2 separate regions of the Mus musculus genome follow, and region 1 is linked to region 2. Evidence: chromatin contacts called from public HiChIP or PLAC-seq data. All regions are on one chromosome and are shown on one strand. The core of a region is the stretch at or near the end of the contact, and the rest is flanking DNA. Distances in the headings are between cores, read along the strand shown. Region 1 has its middle 46 kb from the start of Gm34229. Region 2 overlaps Dusp10 (dual specificity phosphatase 10).

What was found. HiChIP or PLAC-seq counts read pairs in DNA pulled down with a chosen protein or histone mark.
Region 1: an H3K27ac HiChIP or PLAC-seq map of microglia shows a contact between it and region 2, with 5 times the contacts expected there. The contact joins two enhancer-like sites. A contact is called at or near these places in 1 of 39 promoter capture datasets (embryonic stem cells), 2 of 115 datasets of contacts at active chromatin or transcription factors (embryonic stem cells and microglia) and 1 of 9 other capture datasets (embryonic tail).

What each region holds. Positions count from the first base shown.
Region 1 is chr1:184,476,839-184,479,860 of GRCm38.p6, reverse strand. No RefSeq gene overlaps it. Among named protein-coding and RNA genes, the nearest start is that of Gm34229, 46 kb to the right of the region's middle. Within about 2 kb of position 1,675, at least 57 of the 459 cell types and tissues checked have an H3K27ac peak or open chromatin away from gene starts, as enhancers often do. A contact at or near this core is called in microglia, where this site is marked.
Region 2 is chr1:184,047,758-184,050,610 of GRCm38.p6, reverse strand. The region is part of intron 2 of Dusp10 (dual specificity phosphatase 10); the gene reads right to left. Among named protein-coding and RNA genes, the nearest start is that of Dusp10, 15 kb to the right of the region's middle. Within about 2 kb of position 1,375, at least 97 of the 459 cell types and tissues checked have an H3K27ac peak or open chromatin away from gene starts, as enhancers often do. A contact at or near this core is called in microglia, where this site is marked.

The sequences.
Region 1 (3,022 bases), core at 426-2,925, 430 kb before region 2:
CTGTGGCCCTTTAACACAGTTCCTCATGCTGTGGTGACCCCAACCATCAAATGGTTTCCATTGTTACTTCATAACTGTAACGTTGCTACTGTTATGAATTGTAATGTAAATATCTGTGTTTCAGAAGATCTTAGGTGACCCGTGTGAAAGGCCACTGCTCTGGAGTCAGCATTAGTATCATTTAAGTGATTATATTAGGACTTTAAGGGAAAGGAGAGATAAGTCTTATACTTTAAAAACGTACACTGGTAGTTCTTAAAATCTTCCCCTGTATCTGGCAAGGTATTTAAAAGGTGCTCAATATTTATTTGAATTAGTGGAAGACAGAGTCTCAGGTCCTACAGTTTCTATGTTGTCATAACTCCATAACAGGGAGCACTTGCTGTGTTCCACATTCTCGCTTCCTCGGACGTACCCAAGGACAGTTCTTTTTCATCCTCTGTAGGCAATTTTCATTCCTGTGGTCAGTGCTGGCTAGGAAAGCAGACCATCAAGACTCTAGTCTCTAAGCAAACCCAGAACCCTGGGTGGGATGACCCAGGCACCGGCCATGCCGACACACTGGAATGTATAGAAGGACTATATTTTTATATAACTCATGCTGATAATAATTACAGTTGACATGTTTTTAAGTCATAGCTGTTTGCTGTGGTCTATAGCAAGACTATCTTGGCCATGTCAGTGATATAAATAATGACACAGATGCTTATTAATATTTTAAAGCTCAGGCCTTCATTGGTCAGTCTCCTGACTACTCCATCCGCCTAATCCTGGCGTGTGTCCCGCCATATGGCCAGGTCTACCTCTCCGCTCCAGTTCGTCCTTCCACCTCCAAGTCCATCCCTCACCCCTCATCTAGTCTCCCTGTGTCCCTCTCTTTCCTGAAGATCTGCCCTCCACTTCCGTCCCAGAGATGCCCTTCAGATCTTTATTAAAGCCAATCCGATATAATTCTAGTATGCCTTAGGCAGGTAAGGAAGAAAAAATATTTACAAAATATGGGAGCGGCAGTGGGCCATAGCTCTCTGCCAGTACAGAATCATCAATGGAATATCCAGAGACACACCTGCTCACAGTGTACCTCAATGGCAGTCCAAATCTGAGCATATAGTAATGTGGGCCTGTCTATCTACAAGTAAGGATTAGTCTCAGAAAGGCAACCTCATTCTTAAAGGGCATATGCAAGTCAGAGAGTTGAGATTCAACCTCATATTTTTCTGCTCCAGATACATTGCTACTCTGGAACCAAGGAACTAACAACAAAAGCATAGGATTTATAACAGATGGACAAGCACCCAACTCCTTTATTCTGGGTGCTCACCCACACCTATGGTCGCGCCTTTTGTGGACTCAGAGCCTTCAACTTTGTAAAGAGCTGTATGTTGGACATCTCCTCTTTCCTCACTATAATTGTGTATAGTGCAGAGCCTAAAGCTATCTGAGTTCCAGACACAATAAAGCTGAAATCATGAAAAGTAACTAGCTTTCCCAAGATCAGCTTGCTGGGAAGAAGTTTATCTAGGAAGCTTTGCTGGCCTTCACTGTTGCATGCAATACCTCACCTCCACCCGCTTTGGGTGTCAGGGACTTAGTCCTGGCACTCCAGGGACCTAGCGTGACATAGTTGTGATGATCACGTAATAGAGTGAGCAAACAAAGAAGCCCTTGCGAAACACTGAGCACACACTTCCTCATCTTACACTGTTCACAGCTTCACTGCGACAGCTTCCTCAACAGTTCTGTGTGAACCTGGAAATAATACGGTCTGAGGGCCCCCTGATCTAAGAGCCCCATCTTTAGATTCCTTGCCTAGGGCAACATCTTTGACACCGCAGATTGCTTCTAAATGACTTGGAATGGAAGTAAGTCCCATGACCCCTTAACGTGATCATGCTGATAGTTGGCATACCTAGCCAGCAGGACTAACGGTGTTGTCCCCCTCCCCCACATCCACCACACTTTAAATGGAATCTGGAGAAGTTGGGGGAATATTGGCTTCAACTTAACAGTGGGTGGCAGGAACTCAGAAGTTTAATCCCAGACCTGCTACTAATTTCCTGGATGGCTTTTTGGTGTGTCCATTAATCTCTCTCTATCACCATTTCCTTCTCAGGAGGAGATAGAAAGAATAATGGAATGTTTTATGCATTAATGCATTTATGATCCTAACGTGTGCTGTAAAAGCATAGCCTTCTAAAAATGTTTGGTGGTAGGAGGTAAATCAAAAAAAAATCTAGTTTCTGGTCTTTTATTTTGATGCATGAACGAGAGAGAGGGAGGGAGGGAGAGAGAGAGAGAAAGAGAGAGAGAGAGAGAGAGAGAGAGAGAGAGAGAGAGAATGTGTGTGCCATAGTTAGAAACCAGACCTGAGGTACACTAAAGAGGTATGTAGTTTGTCGTGTCAAAAAGCACTATATTTTCCAAGGGCCAGAATGGAGTTCTCTAATAATAACCACTGAAGTATCTTAAAGCAGAGATGAGGGGCTTCTTTTGTTATCAGGACTAATAAAATTGAAATCTCACACTATCTCAAGAGGAGCATTTTCATTAGTCACAGGCACTGTTAAACTGAAAATGGTCTCATTAGGACTCTGGCTGGAAGTCCTTAACTTTTTCTGGTACAACACATCACTTTGGTCATGAATTTTGAAAACAATTCACCGAATCAGCAGGATTTATATGAGAGCAGAGAGGATGACGTGACCTCCCAGATGTCGTCTGCATGAACTACATTGCTTATTCTCTGAGAAATGCTCTTGACTGTTGTGCATCTATAAATTCTTCAGCCTTGTAGGAAGAGATGGGAAGGCTCTAAGGAGAACTCAAATCTTGTGTGCAGTGACCCCTTTGCAAGACAGAATCAAAACGTGGTTCAGTTTTTAAGCTGACTTCTAGGCCATTCTGATTTTAAAAAGGGCATTTCTATAACTTCAATGCAGCGGTTTAGTTTTAGTCTTTAGTACATTTTGTGTTTAGAGACAATTGTTTTTGACATCAAAATAATGAAATTATTTTAGAGAAT
Region 2 (2,853 bases), core at 126-2,625:
CTTGGCAACCACGTGAAAGCCAGGTATAGGTACACACCTCAGGGGTTGGCTGGGGAGACAAAATCTTAGAAGGGATCTCACGGTCCAAGCAATGTAGCCCAAGTGTTCAATGTAGCCTAGGGTTCAGTGAAAGAGCAAGCCTCAAGCGTAAGTCAGAAGTCAAGTGAGACGGCTCAGCAGGGAAGGGCATGCTACACATGTGTGAGTGCCTGAGTTTGATTCCTGGACCCTGAAGATAGGGACTGAAAAAGTTATCATCTGACCTTCACAGATAGAGTGCGCAAACATTCATGCTCGCACGTGCACACACACACAGACAGACACACATACTTACATGTATAAAACTATAGGAGAGTACAGATAGACATGCAATGTTGGCTTTTGGTCTTTATACACACACACACACACACACACACACACACACACACACACACACACCCTCATCAATCTGAAAGCTCAATGCCCGTTGATGGTGGTACTTCACAGTCACATCCCCTACTTGTGGGGAGCCTGCCAGGCATCATCATCTGGGCATCTCCCTAGTTCCACGAAAGCTCACCACAGTGGACTGGGCGTCTAGCTCTCCCTTGGCTAAGAATAAAGAGATCCATGGAATAAGCGCAGGCATAGTGGACTTTTATATGACATGCAAAATTAATTATAATAATTTCAACCCAATATGTACTTTATCAAGGAAGACAAGCTAGTTATCTGCTAGAGAATTAACTCCTATTTAAAGGGTGTTTTACCTTTGCAGGAAAGGACTGGTGGGAGTTCTTCCCATTCTGATTATATCATGGCCCTGTGTTTCTGAGTTTGCTTAAAGATTTTGGGGACCTTAGTGGACCTAAAAATGGGACATGGGGGAAATAAATGTATATACTTAGCATCTTACAGGGTCTAGCTTTTTTCTGTTGGTACTGATGTTTTAGTGTGTTTTATCAAGGCCAGTGAGATATCACAGAAGGCAAAGGTTATTTGCTGCCAAGCTCAGCAACGTGAGATCCTGAGAGCCACATGGTGGAAAGTGAGAACAGGGTCTCACAGGTTGAATTCTGACCTCCACACTGGTGCTGTTATATATTATATATATATCACATACACATCACACACACACACGCCCCAAAGGTAATAATATATTTTTATCAACAATGTAATACTGTGAGTGATTCAGAGAGTGGATTGTTTGTAGCCCTGGCTAATCTTCTAGTTCCATAGAATATCTGGCTGCTTGGAGTTTCCAAACTGCCTCATCGTGCCCCAACCAAAGAACAAACCCAGGATCACAGCCCATGTATCGAATGACATATATAGCACGCACACACACAGGTCAGAGCCAAGGCGCAGTGGGTCAAGGACAGGGACTTCCCTTAACTCTGAGGACTTTGATTGGCAGCAGGATCTAAAAAGTGAAAGTGAATTAGGACAACAGAAAAGATAACTCCCAACGGGCTGACAGCCAGCATTCATTCTTCTAAAGGGGGTCAGAGGAAGACTGAGTGGTTTCTGAAGCAGGGACCCCCCCACACCTTGCTCGGGTTTAAGATCCTGGGTGCAAGTGTAATGTCCATTAGGAGGTCGTCGGTTGAGCAGAATGTGGCCACTAGACAAATGACAGCATTGAAGAAGAAAATCTGTAATAACCATGCAGGAAGCAAGGGACCGACCCTGCAGCACAAAGTGAAAATCAGCTCAAGTTTCTATATGAGACTCTGCAAAGCATGCACATATATGGGTAAGGGATGGAGAGGTTATGTAAAAGTGAAACCAGGGTGGGCAGGGCAGGGCTCGTACATCTTTTTTTTTTTTCCATTGTGAAATGTTCTTCATGTTCTAACAGTAAGTGTATATTAACAGCTTTTACTAGCACTCAATTTTCTGCAGTTTTCTTTGAGAGGAATTGCATGTATTTTTTTTTCCAACATAGCACCAATCCAGAAAAAATAAAGGACCTGGGTAGTCATCTGTCCACCTCACTGAAATACTGACTCTTTTCTAAACATTGAAACAAGAAGATCCTGGAAGCAGCGAAGATTTTCCTATTGCTTTAGTACTGATGTCAGATCACTGTATGGAACAATGCTACTTAACAATCCTCATTAAAAAAAAAAAAAAGAAGAAGAAGTAGATGGCTTATTACTATAATTATTTTGTATTATAATTATGTTGAGTTTTTAATCAATATCACTCTTTACAGGCCAGACATCATTTATAGTACTTAAATAAGCAACTATTTAATTTATCTTCCCTTGGCCCCATCCCTTGCCCCCACCCCACGTGAACATCGTCATTATCTCCATTCTCACAGCTGGGGGAACTGAGGCACAGCAAAGTTCCCTTGTCCAAGTGTTGAAATGACAAGATCAAAATTCCAAGTCATCAATCCGCCCTGGAATCTTGTCTCCGAGTGACCAACGTCCACTTCCTCTAAGAGAAAAAGTCTATTTATAATAGGAAGGACGAGTATGTTATAAGGCAAGGCAGAATCACAGATTCACCAAACAGCCCAGGAGGGTGTGGTGTGGTGGTGCATGACTGGGGCCTCGGTAGACAGGACGTCGTCGAAACACAAGGACATCCTCAGTAACTGAATTCAAGGCCAGCCTGGGCCACATGAAACCCTGTCAAAAAGACAGAGAATGGAAAAAAGAAGACTTGGAGTGGGGGAGGGAGAGTGAAGGGGAGAGAAGGGAGGAGAGGGACCTGAGATGTTTGGGGTGAGGCGATACCTTAGGCTTTTGAGTTTCCGAATTTCCAATAGGTGAAACTGGGTACCTGATCCTGCCTAAGAGCATGCTACTCCCTATAACAGGCTCCTGAGGTCACTTAACTACCTACCCCCTCCAACCCCTC